Regions from separate parts of the Delphinus delphis genome. Here region 2 is linked to region 1. A link is a contact called in public Hi-C data. All regions are on one chromosome and are shown on one strand. Each heading gives the region's core, a stretch centred on a gene start, on an enhancer-like site or on the middle of the called end of the contact. The rest is flanking DNA. Distances are from core to core; before and after follow the strand shown.

Region 1 (6,715 bases), core at 1,020-3,519:
ATATCTCAGGGAAAGATAAAAAACTTAGCCCATGTCTTCACAGATGGTAAGTTGTACAGCTGTCTAACTCCAGAGCCTGCTCTGAAGCAGGGTTGCTACTGGCCCATATGGTGCCCTTTTGAAATTAGAAAAGAGCACTCCATTTCACAAATAAAATTTAAAATTAGTTTACTGTCACACAACGCAAATTGCTATTCCTCAGGGGAGCTATCCAGAACCCCACCTGGTAGCAGCTCTGTCTGTGCACACACAGTGCCTATATTTTTGCCTGTTCCCACACCAGGACATATACTCCAGACAATTTTAAATACTTTGTTTTGCTCCTCCCACTTCCATGGTAGGGAACTATATCAAGTCCAAGGTTTGGGAATGGGAAGCAAGTTTTTGAAAGTAACAGGTAAGTGAGCGAAGCAATCGCAGGTATCACCAGGGACATCGTCAGGACAGGTGCGCCTCCCCCTATGTCCATAGCAGCACTATTCACAACAGCCAAGACACGGAACGACCTAAATGTTCATTGACAGATGAATGAATAAAGAAGATATGGTACATATATACAATAGAATACTACTCAGCCATAAAAAAGAATGAAATAATGACATTTGCAGCAACATGGATGCAACTAGAGACGATCATACTAAGTAATTCAGAAAGAGAAAGACAAATACTATATAATATCACTTATATGTGGAATCTAAAATCTGACACAAAGAACTTATCTACAAAACAGGAACAGACTTACAGACATAGAGAACAGACTTGCGGTTGCCAAGTGGGAGAGCGGTGGATTGGGAGTTCTGGATCAGCAGATGCAAACTATTATAAAGAGAATGGATAAACAAGGTCCTACTGTATAGCACAGGAAACTATATTCAATTTCCTGTGACAAACTATAATGGAAAAGAATATGAAAAAGAATGTACATACATGCATAACTGCATCACTGTGCTGTGCAACAGAAATTAACACAACATTGTAAATCAACTATACTTTAATAAAATAAGTTTAAAAAAACAAAAATGCTTCATTTCAGGAAGATTCATAGAAAGGGCTTTTTGACAAGTACAAGTTTCTGATAACTTTCAAATCATACCGCTGAACTGGGTAAACCAGATGGCTCTATAAAACTATTAATTACATGAGATTGAGTAAACTGATGGATATGGTTATAATTTTTCGGTCTCACCTGAGATATTACTGGCTTTTATTCTGTGTTCTCCAGATACAAGGAAACCCTTCCCCTCAAGCTAATTATGATTTATAGCAGTTTGGTAAATTACACCCCTAAGTAGAATTGAAACATTTATATTTTCTCTCTACCTGAACCCTCCAGAAATTGGAAACTCAGAGGTTCCCAAAAACTTTATCCAATAAATAAGGAAGGCCACCTCCAAACAAATGCAAGAGTTTTAAGGTATTTTGTGGGGGGAACCTCAAAAAGGGAGGAATTCATCCAAATCTGTTAGGCAAAATCTGTGATAATCCCTTGGCATGGCTTTCCTGGCCCTGAGAGGCCTTTTAAAAGTTTAGTCTGAGACTCCTAAGAGTCCAAGCACCTGAGTTGGTAACACACGGTTTTTACCTGAGTGGCAGAAAACTCAAGGAGGAAAACTAGTTAGAAGGATATCGCAGTGATCCAGGTGAGGCATAATGAGCCACTGGCAGTAAAGTTCCGGAATATTTCAGACTATAAACTACAGGATTCCGCATTACCTGTGTATGAAGAATGAGATAAAGCGCGCTGTTTTGATCTAGCTGGTGCTGTTAACAACAACAACAATTAAAGACAGATGGGAAATTCAGTTTCACATTTTGAGCTTAGCACCTAAAATTATCATGGCTGAAAATGCGTACACAAAGGATCAACTATGATCTTGTTGAAAACAAAGTTCTAGATATTTTGTTCTTTCTCTTAAAACCTACGAATTCGTAAGCTTAAAAAATTAAACTTTAAAAACTTTTTTTTAAGACATCGTTATACACTCTTGGGGCACCTTACATTACAGGATTCAGGGAAACGAAGTTCAGTACAGTCAACAGGTTCCATTCCGCCCCGAGGCCACGGCGCTCCCGTGACGTCACCGCGACGTGGGGCGCGAGCCTGCGTTTTGGCGGAAGTCCTGCGTAGTTACCAACGAGACGCAGAGGGAGGGGCAACTGCTGCGGCCGACCACTCTTCCGTGTAGCGTCCTCGCACGTCCCCTAGTGGCAGCCGGCGTGCAAGCGAGCCTCTGGCTTTGAGGCTCCGCAGCTAGTCAGTCGCCTTGGGTCTGGCGTGGCCCGGGATCAGCGACCGTGCCCAACTCCCTATCCGCCCCAACGCCAGGCGAGGGGCGACGCCTCGAGGTAAAATCTAGGAGGTGCGGGAGGCTAACTCTGCGTAGGCCCTGTTGAGAATCCTGAGGCTCTCGGCGGCGCGGGAGCGGAGGCGATGGCGGAGGAGCAGGAATGTGATTTCAAGAAGTCACGTGCCGACTCTGAGGCAGCGGCGGCTGCAGAACCTCTGGGATCCCCTTCGGAGACCACCGCCGTCGCCGCAGAGTCGCCGGAGCTCGAGAACTACAGTAGCAAGTGCGTGTTCTGCCGGATCGCGGCGCAGCAGGATCCCAGCACTGAACTCCTGTACTGTGAGGTTGGCGGTGACGCGCGACCGGGGACCCGATCGCTCCTGGGGGCTCCGCGAGGGGACCTCGCTGATGTGGATCGGGTGGGGAGGGTCCTGATAAATGGGACTAGGGGAGGCTGGGTGTCCTAGTGTTAATAACAGACTTGCTTCTCTAGGCGCAGGGAGTGTCAGCCACCTCTTTGCTATTCTAAGGGGGAGAAAATGTAGTGGTAAAGTCTCTCTGCAGCTGCCGAGGTACTTTGTGGACAATAGCATGTATGGCCTCTGATTTTATTAAAGGGACCCCCCTCCCCCCGCCTTTCTAGACACTGCTTTTACATTCCGCACTCTTAATACTGGTACTGAAGAGAAACCAGTAGAAAATAGATAATGGTAATTGTGAAAACCTGTTTGTTAGATTGACTGAAAATAGTCTGGCAGGAGTGGGTCCGAGGTCAAACTATTACTTAATAGATTCTGATTTGCACTAAAGGGTCCAGTTCCTTAGAAGTGTTATCAGTTAGGATATGTGGACATTTTCAGAGCATTAAGACTTTGTCCAGATATTTTAAAACAGATGATCTGGTAGGCACTTTCTTCCACCAGCTCGACTTGCCTTTAAAGAAACATACTTTGTTTTGTTTTTTTTTTTTTTTTGCGGTACGCGGGCCTCTCACTGCTGTGGCCTCTCCCGTTGCGGAGCACAGGCTCCGGACGCGCAGGCCCAGCAGCCATGGCCTACGGGCCCAGCCGCTCCGCGGCACGCGGGATCCTCCCGGACCAGGGCAGGAGCCCGTGTCCCTTGCATCGGCAGGCCGACCCCCAACCACTGCGCCACCAGGGAAGCCCAAGAAACATCTTTTGAAAGAATCAGCTCCAAAGATTCTGGGCTTCTTTGTGGTTTTTTGTAGTAATCATTCATTCATTTGTTAAAAGTAAATTGACTTCCTTCTAAGCACTGTTGGAGATTCATTGGTGAGCAAGGTAAAGGATAGTCCCCGTCTGGATTTTATAATCTAAAGGGACAGAAGGGGCAGCTGATAACAGTGCCCTGTTGTATGATGAGATGGTTTTACCACCTGCAGTATTTTGCAGGGCTCGTGGGAGGAGCACCTGGCCCAGATTTGAAGGGATAGGGAAGGCTTTCCAAAGGAAGTGAGACACGAAAAAGTAAGTAGGCATTGGTCAGGTGAGGAGGAGAGAAGATGCCCCTGGTAAAGAGCACCTTCAGAGGTTTGGTTTCTGCCACAGGAGAACAGAAATTCAGTCTAACTGGAGCATGGAGTTTGAGGGGATGAGTGGTGAAAGGTGAAGCTAGAGAGGTAGACAAGGGGCCAAGTTATTAAGGCTGCTGTAATTCATGTTAAGGAGTTTTGGCTTTATTTGAAGAGTGAAGGGAAACTCTACAGTGTTTAATGCTACTGTTAATGCTGGGTTGGAAGAAAGGGGTTGAGAAGTTACATGAAAGGGTTTGATCTTTGAAAGATTATCTGACACCATTGTGGAGAATGATTTAGAGAGGACCAGCCTGGAGGCATGGAGATCAGTTATGAGGCTGTTGAAGTTATCCAGCCTGATGATGGCCTGAAATAAGATGTAGTAGTGGGAATGAAGAAAAGCCAATCAATTTAAGGATATTTAGGAGTCTGACACTGCACAGATGTGCATCTCTAGCTCAGATTATAGAAACTGTCAGCTTACAGATGGAAATTGAAAAGAGGGAAATTAATGAGATCACCTAGGAAGTATATGTGGAGTAAGAAGTGAAGGGGCCCCTACAAGAGAGAGGCAGAGGAAGAGGACCTGAAAGGAGGAGAGAGAAACAGAGGGAAAACTAGGAAAGCTAAGGGAAGGGAGTATGTTAGGAAGATAGGAATTGGCAGCAACATCAGCCTTCGATAGGAATTGGCAGCAACATCAGCCTTCCCTAATCCTCGAATCTGGGTTAGGTGACTCTCCAATATGCCTGCAGAGAGGGCAACTTAGATCAGAACTGGTTTTGTCCCCAGAGTGATGGTCATTGACCTTGAGGAGAGCAACTGCAGTGCAGTGGTGAGGCAGAAGGCAGATTGTAGTTGATAAGAACCTGAAGGATAAAAAATTGAAGACAGCAAATACAGACGACTTTTGAAGGAAGTTTGGCAGTCTTGGGGAGAAGGGAAAAGGTAAGGTAACTACAGGAGGAGATGGAGTTAAGAGAAAGCTTTTTAAAACAGTGAAGACTTTGGTGCGTTTAAATCCTGATGGGAAGGTGCCAATGGAGAGAGGTTTAAAATGGCCCACGGTGGTAGAGCTTTGTCCCTGAGAAAGAGAAACTCAGTCACTCATCCATTACTCAGTATTTGAATGAGTGCCTTCTGTGTGTCAGGAACTGTTGGAGGCATTAGGATATAGCAGTAAATAAAATGTGCAACAATCCCTGTCTTCATGGAGCTTACTCACAGGAAATAGTAAGCAACATAATAAGTAAAATATAGAGAATGGATATATATATATATATCAAAATATTGATACATAGTTCATTAGATGGGAATGAAAAAGAGAAAAGGGATGCAAATTTTAAATTTTTAGTCAGGAAAAGCTGCACTAAGAAGGTGGCATTTGAATGAAGCCCTGAAGGAGGTGAAGGAGGAAAGTATATGGTTTACTCTTTATATATAAAGTACAGCTATGCCATATAGGACATGAGAGATACACAATATATTTGTGATATTAACATATCATGGGAGGGCAATTAGGAAAAAGTCTAAAAATGTTCCTTAGGAGGGTGATAATGAGAAAAGTTTAAGAAACGCTGTTATAATCAAACAATGGCCATAATTCCAACTTTAAGAAAGTCATCCATTTCTTTTTTTCAAATAAATTTATTTATTTATTTTTGGCGGAATTGGGTCTTTGTTGCTGCGCGTGGGCTTTTCTGTAGTTGCGGCAAGCGGGGGCTACTCTTCGTTGCGGTGCGCGGGCTTCTCATTGCCGTGGCTTCTCTTGTTGTGGAGCACGGGCGCTAGGCGCACGGGCTTCAGTAGTTGTGGCTCGCGGGCTCTAGAGTGCAGGCTCAGTAGTTGGGGCACACGGGCTTAGTTGTTCCACAGCATGTGGGATCTTCCCGGGCCAGGGCTCGAACCCGTGTCCCCTGCATTGGCAGGCGGATTCTTAACCACTGCGCCACCAGGGAAGCCTGAAGGTCATCCATTTCTGAGGAAAAGTATATGAAAACCCTAATGACACATCGGTTTTTTAAGGGGTAGATAAGGGAATATCGGTAGTTTTATCTTTCTGTTTAAGCAACTGTCATTTACTGAACAGATTTTGCAGGCTTACTATTGATATGTGTTACTCACTTGGAGGTCAAAGATGAACATGGCATGTCCTACACCTGAGAAGCTTGCCTATGATCTGAATTGACATGAAAAATTCTCTTTTAGTGGGTATCACTAGGTATAGGTAGTCAAAATTCTGTATTTTAAAGTCACTTGAAATTATCTTTTCTTTGTGTAATTATGCTACCAACATGACAAATAGTTAGGTTCACTCATTTCTGTTTGTTTTCCATTGTTAAGGACTACTTTTTTTTTTTTAGTCCAAAAATGTATGGTAAATATTCACATGCTTTTAAAATCAAAATTGTAAAGCAAAGTACATTTGAAGTCTAGTATCCATTCTCTTGTTATCTCTACCCTGTTCCTCTTTCCCCGTAACAAACCTTTAAAAAATATTTTTGGTTTATCTTTCCTTTGTGAGTAGATATGTATGCGTGTGTTTATATGTATACTCTGCCTTCTTACACAAAAGATAGCTTAACCTTGTTCCATGCTTTTTCTGTTTTACCTTAGGAATTTATTCCAGAAATGATTTCATAAGTGTATAAAGATCTTCCTCATTCCTTTTTATAACTACACAATACTCCACTGTATGGATTTACTGTAATTTATTCAGCCAGTCTTAGTTGAATTTTATGGACAGTTGGGTTATTTTCAGTCTTTTGCTATCATAAATCATGCTACAAAGAATAGCCTTGTACAAATATTTTTCATATTTTTTGCCTCTTTATCTGTGGAATGGGAGGACAGTCTTTCTTTTATTTATTTTTTTTAATGAGTGATCTTTGGA
Region 2 (6,470 bases), core at 521-3,020, 570 kb before region 1:
AATTTTAGACAAAAGACACTTTACCTTCAAGGCCCTGGAAACCCTCACATCACACTTAAGTTTCCTTGAGACCAAGGTAGGCTCTTTCACTTGCCAGAAGAAAACCCAGAGTACAGTTTACAACAACTGAAGTGATCAGCATATAGTGCCCCTTCCCACATCCTGAATCTGTATGGGTTGCCTCAAGTAATTTTTCTTGACATATACACTAAGCTACAAGAATCTGACACAGGCCTCAGTCATGAAGAGTCATGCATACCCACAGACCCTAACCGGCACCAAAGTTCACAGCTTACCGGTCTTTGTTAAGATGTTCATCTTTGGTCACCAGAGCCATAATTGCCATCCTATACATGTGATCTGATACGCTCTCTGGCTTCTGGACATTTCTGTATACCCAGCCAGTACGTGGGACTCTCTGATAAAAATGAACAGAAAACAATTGATAAAAATAAGTATTTTAACTATCTACGGTGCTCTTCAAGAGAAGTCCAGGGAATAGGGCACAGAAGCTGGGTCATGGTTTCAGTACATATTAAAAAACGCTTAACTAACCTAAATGATCAACTGCTGGAATCAAATAAACCAGTGAGGGCAGAGAATGAGAAAGAGAGAGGGAGGGAGGAATAATTCACAAGTATACATAAGTCCAAAACCCAAGTTACTCCATGTTACCGATTTACTGATGTACAGATCATGTACAAGTCCTTAAAACATAAGAACAAAACTGTAAAGTATCTTATCTTTCCTAACTATAAGAGTTGTTAAGTTTTACTTCAAACAACTCATTAGACACAAGTAGAAAACACTGTGGTGAAAGCGTCGTGAACAAGCAACAGACTTCCAAATTCTGAAGCAGAAAGGATAAGGCATTTCTAACTGCTTCATGCTACCCACCAGTCATGACTCTTCCTTTCACTCAGATCATGATGTGATCCTGTGAGACTCGGGAGTTCACATTTCTAAAGAATTTTATGAACTGTAGAAACAATGGCATGAAACAGATAATCTGCTTTGAACTTGGAGAAATTCTGCAAAACGTGTGGCCAGGGGTGGACCGGCAGGAGGAGGACCCCTGGGATGTAACTCCAGTGTGTGCTACATAAAATCCTCCGTTAAAAAAAAAAAAAAGTCTTGTTATTTCTATAAGTAATTGTGAGACAAATTTTAAGCACTCCACTTAAACCCTGCAGGACCAATGGGTTCTGATCTTCCCACTTGGCCGGTTGTGGGGTCGTGAGCCTCAAAAGTACTCGGGGCAGACGCGGGCAGAGGGACCAGCACATCACCGCGCCGGATCCCCTCCAGAAACCTCTCGAAAGGCCGCCTGGGCCGGCCCCATCGGAGCGCCAGGCCGACACAGGAAACAGCGCGTCTCGGACTCCTCTCGGCCTGGGGTCGGCCCTAGCAGCCCGGCCACGCAGTCTCCGCCACTTGCTTCCTCCGACCACGGTCCGGACGCACGACCGCATCCATCCGGAGGGGTTTCCTCTGTCGACCCCAAGAGGCCGGGAGAACTGAGGAAGGGGGCTGGCCTCGGGCCAGGTGGGGAGCAGGAGCCTCGTCGCCCCGCGGCCGGCCCCGGCCTCTCCCCGCGCAGCCGCGACCCGGGCCCCAGGTGGCCCTCCCGGCGCCCGCTCACCTTGAGCTGCCCCACCAGCCGCAGGAACTGCAGCAGGTCCCGGGCCCCGCGGCCCGAGATGGGCGCAGCCATGCGGCCACCGGTCGCGACACGTCTGAGCCAGCAGCGCGACCGCCGCTCGAAGCTCCTCCCCCCGAAGCCCCTCCCACTGAAGCTCCTCCCATTCTTCCTCCCTACCCCTCCTTCCCTCTCCTCCTCTCCTTACTCCTCCTCCATTTCCTCACCCCGGTTTTCTCCGACTGTTCTGTCCAGTCTTCCACCTTCCTGGCCGTAGTGGCTGCAGTTGGGCATTGCACCATCCAAGGCAGAGGCACTGTACTTGGAGCATCTAGGTATGCATTACTTGTTTACTAAACTCCGCTCAGCTGAACTCCATCAAACTTTTAAAGGGATTGCAGTTCCTTGGGGAGGGACAGAGGGGTTGGGGTGCCGTGGAGGTGGAGGAAGGTTATGCCTTAATGCACCAAAATCTTGCCTTTTAGCAATTCAACCTCTGACTAGAGGGAGAGATAAGGAACTCTGCTTCAAGGCGAGCAATCTATAAACATTTTAACAGAGGCACAAGGAAGATGCTTTGGAAGGGAGACATTAGTTAAGAGTGACAAAAGTACTGGAAGGATTGGAGGCTAGCCATAGCTAGAGAACTTTAGAGGTTAGTATAAATGGCTAGGGAGTGAATACAATTCCATGTTGAAATCACAACCCCCTGACACCTCAAGTGCTGAAGAACCCCCAAAAGTTGGTCAGGGCCTGTCTCAACTATCTGTCCTAATTCTATCAAAAACCGATGGTACCGGTTTTTAAAGGCACTTAGTGACATGCGTACTGAAGGACTCAATGAGAGAGGGTAACATGGAGAATAGACTGTATAGGGAGGAAGGAAGTTGGAAGACCAGTTAGGAGTCTATTGAAGTAATTCTTTGGGGAGATGATTTTGGTTTAATCCAGGATTCGAGTAGTGGAGGTGGTGAGATGTTAAATTTGGGGTACAATTTAAAGGTAGGACTAACAGGATTTGTGACAGATTGGACATGGGGTACGAGAGAAAGAGAGGAGTCAAGGATGACTCCACGAATCTTGGCCTGACCAACTGAAAGAATGGAGTTGCTATGTATTGAGCCAGAGAAAACTGCAAGAAGAGTAGGTTGTGGGGAAGGGTAGGAATCAGAAGTTTAGTTTAGGACATGTTGAGATACCTATTAGAGATCCTAGTAGAGAGATAAATCGGGAGGTCAGGGGAAAGGTGACAACTTTGTGTCATCAGCACATAAGATGGTTTGTAAAACCAAGCAACTGGATGAGACCACCTGGTGGAAAAGTGTGGATGAAGAAAAGATGTCTGAAGCCTCAGGTCTCATGCAAACCAAAGTTTAGAGTTTGGGAGACCAGAAAGAAGTGGCCAGTAGAGGATTAAGAGGTGGTTGTGTCCTGGAGGCCAGATGAAGAAAATACTTCAAGAAGGAAGAAATGTGATCAATTAAGTCAACATTATATCAGATAAAGACAGATTTGACTACTGGATTTAGCAAATTCATTGTCACTACTGACCTTGACAAGAGCAGCTTTGGTCTGCTGGGGCAAGCAGAACCCTACCTGGAGATGGTTCCAGAGAGAACAGGAGTGAGAAATGCAGCTCATTTAAAATGAGTGGGGCTACTGGAGGAAAGATTTCTTTTTAAGACAGGAGATGTTACAGTATTTTTGTTTACTGATGGAGGTGGTCTAGTAGAGAGGGAAAATTAATGATGTACTGTAGGAGACAAAGGAGAGAAATACTGGAATGACGGCCTTGAGTAGATAGAAGAGGATACAATCTAGGGTACAAGATGAAAGATTGGTCTTAGGAATATGGAGCATTCATCCATAAAACATGAGGAAGGGAGAATATATGGTGACTAATTAACGGCAGTTGTGGTCGTGGGAGATTGTGGAGCTCTCTTCTGACTGCCTCTATTTTCTCACTGAAATAGGAAGTGAAGTCTAGACTGGGTTATGTTGTAGTAATACGCAACCTCTGTATCGGAGGCGTTTAACACGTCAAAGTTTACTTCTCTCTGATGCTAAATGTCTATTGCTGGGAAATTAGCAAGCCTGTTTGCACTCTACCAGACCAATGGCTTATTTCAAAGCCTTGTTGGCCAACCACTAACATCAGGGGACTTGGAACCCATTTGTTTCCCTAGAAGGGGGTGCCAGTTTAAAGCAATGGGCAAGGAAAACAATTTGTATCACTTACTGAGTCAACTAGAAGAAAAGGTGAAATCAGAAGGCTCTCATTAGAGGGATTCATCCCTTGGGTTTAATATACACTTCTGGGGAATATGGAAATCTCCTGAAATTGTGTTGCATTTGAGGGCTTTTCTATTTATCAGATCCCTAAAGAGGCCTGTGACCAGAATGGGGGCAAAATCTGCTGCTATTGAGAAAGCTGCTTCAGTATGCAGCTGTGGGGTAGTCCACAAAGCTCTGGTCTTGGTGTTCTAATACAAAAAGCCATCACTGCTTAAGCCTCCACTAAGTGAGATATATTGTCACACATCTCTCCTCATTTTAATTCACCCAACATTTCTCCAAGATAGTAATCGGACATTTCCAAGAGAAAACTGAGTGGCACAGAAGCTGAAGAACTGGCCTGACTTTTCTTTCTTTCTTTTTTTTTAACTTTTTATTTTATATTGGAGTATAGTTGATTAACAATGTTGTGATAGTTTCAGGTGTACAGCAAAGTGATTCAGTTACACATAATTCATGTATCTATTCTAAGTTTTCATAGCCAGTGAACAGGGCCGCCAGAATTGAAGCTCTGGCCTGTCTTCCTCCAAATCTTCCTTTCCATGACACCCTGCTGCTTCCCAGCTAACTGGCTGTGAGTACCACATCTTATCACTGTGGAAATTAAATGAGATCCTGTGTATAAAATAGATTTCGTATACTGTCATTTAGGTAAAGCATTGGGCAAGAGAACAGATAGCAATGGATTGATCTGAGAAAATTTGCCCAGAAAACATTTATAAAAATGCTTTTAGGAACTGATGAAAGAACAGAGACCATGTCTGACCAAAACCTACTTTCTTTTCTTTTTTTCCTTTAGACACCCAAGGAAGAAATGATGCTTCTGCCTGCTATATCTTCATTGACAAAAAGGTTAATAGTTGGTTTATATCAGCGACTCTCAATCTCGGGGTGACTTTGCCCCAGAGGAACATGTGGCAATGTTTGGAGACATGTCTGGTTGTCACAAAGCAGGGGAGTGTGCATCTAAAAGGCAGATGTCAGGGCTGCTAATAAAATTCCCACAAAGCACACAACAACCTGCCACAACAAAGAATCATCCGGCACAAATGTCACTAATGTTGCAGTTAAGAAGCTGTAGTCTATAGGTCCAAAATGAAAATGCTTAAAATTAAACTCCTCGTATTGTTGATGAATTATAATTGGTGAAAATGGATGTTACATTTATATTAAAATGAGTGAGGAAATAAAATAAACACAATTTTCACATGTAACCCCTTTTTAAAGTAGTGTAGAAAGGCTCTGGAGGTTGGCCACAGAGACTCTGGAAAGATGAGGGGAATTCGAGGAAGGCTTTGATCAGTTATGTTACTAGGTTAAGCAGAGCAATTCAGCTCCCCGAAGAAAAATGTAGGATAGTAAGTCTAGGAGTGGGGGAATATTACAAAAGGAATATTTGCTCAAGGGAAAGAGATTAGGTTTTGTTCTCTTTTGCCACTTTTCTTGCCGGTGGTGCAGTATTGCAGTGCAGCAAAAAAGTCAGAGTGGGCACCAGTCCCCTATAAAACCAGCCATGAACGACAGAGGTAAGGGAGGGCTTTCTGCTCAGATGAGCCGCTGTAGAGTGCACCCTGTCTGTGGTGGCTGAGGGTGGTGGCAGGGACATTGCCGAGAAAGATGTGCCTTCTTAACAGTTAACCTTAAGCTGAGCAAGAACGGTTTGGCGCCAAGATAATCGCCACTAATGGGTGTGTTAGAGTCACCCCTGGACACATCTGGATTACAGAGTGGAGGCGTTCTGCATGTAGAAAGACAACATTACTGTTTTGTTTTAAATTATTATCTGAGTTAATAATCCCTTACACCAGTTTTCTGGCAAGCTCCCAACTCTTCTCCACTGATGCGCACCTTCAGTGACTAAAGTGTTTCATAATTGTACAAGAATCTTCAGCTGCTCTATCACTCCATCCTTATCAGATGGAACAGACTGGAACTATTATCCCTCTAGAGTGACTGAAGTTACAGTTTGCCCCTGTCCATCAGCATGCGTCATCAGGAATAGGGCAGGGTTCCAGGTGAATTTCACAGAGGTCCCTGATGCCAGCCACTGTTTTGGGAGCTGTTACACGGTGACCTTTCAGGTGTCTTAGACCAGGTAGCAGAATCCTTCTCCGCACACAGAAAAAGAAATGATACTATCGTACGTACTCAGCAGTAGCATTTTCCTGTTAAATAAAGAAAAATAGTTACTCCTATAAAACAGCAGCCAAGTTAAGTAATATAGAGAATAAATTATATTAAAAGAAAGCCAGAAAAGCAATTCTGATAATATGCAGCTTTCAACAATTTGGAAATTTTTTTTAACTTCTAACTAAAAGAAATGCTATTGTTCTAGCACATTCCTAACTGTTAAAGAGTAAACCTATATGTTTTGTAGCAACACCTCAGTTATCCCAGAGGCCAAAATTCTAGTAATCTTATACATCTGGAGTGGCATGGAACCCAGAGGATTAAAGGGGGGGCGCGGGGAATTTTTAAAGTGTGTCTAACGGGAAAAAGAAGAAAAACAACCAGGGCGTCCAGCTTTAAGCCACTG

What was found. Hi-C and Micro-C count contacts between places; a contact is called where the count stands out from the background.
Region 2: a Hi-C map of lung shows a contact between it and region 1, with 6 times the contacts expected there. The contact joins the promoter of HDDC2 here to the promoter of HINT3 in region 1. A contact is called at or near these places in 2 of 3 Hi-C or Micro-C datasets (lung and muscle).

The regions. Positions count from the first base shown.
Region 1 is chr14:35,742,162-35,748,876 of mDelDel1.2, reverse strand. HINT3 (histidine triad nucleotide binding protein 3) reads left to right here and starts at 2,269. Exons shown (of 5, transcript XM_060030010.1): 1 at 2,269-2,632. The coding sequence starts at 2,432. LOC132436941 (a long non-coding RNA gene) reads right to left here and starts at 2,058. Exons shown (of 4, transcript XR_009521929.1): 1 at 2,000-2,058; 2 at 1,583-1,713; 3 at 743-816; 4 at 11-506.
Region 2 is chr14:36,312,114-36,318,583 of mDelDel1.2, reverse strand. It overlaps HDDC2 (HD domain containing 2), which reads right to left and starts at 1,770. Exons shown (of 6, transcript XM_060030542.1): 1 at 1,643-1,770; 2 at 297-418. The coding sequence starts at 1,714.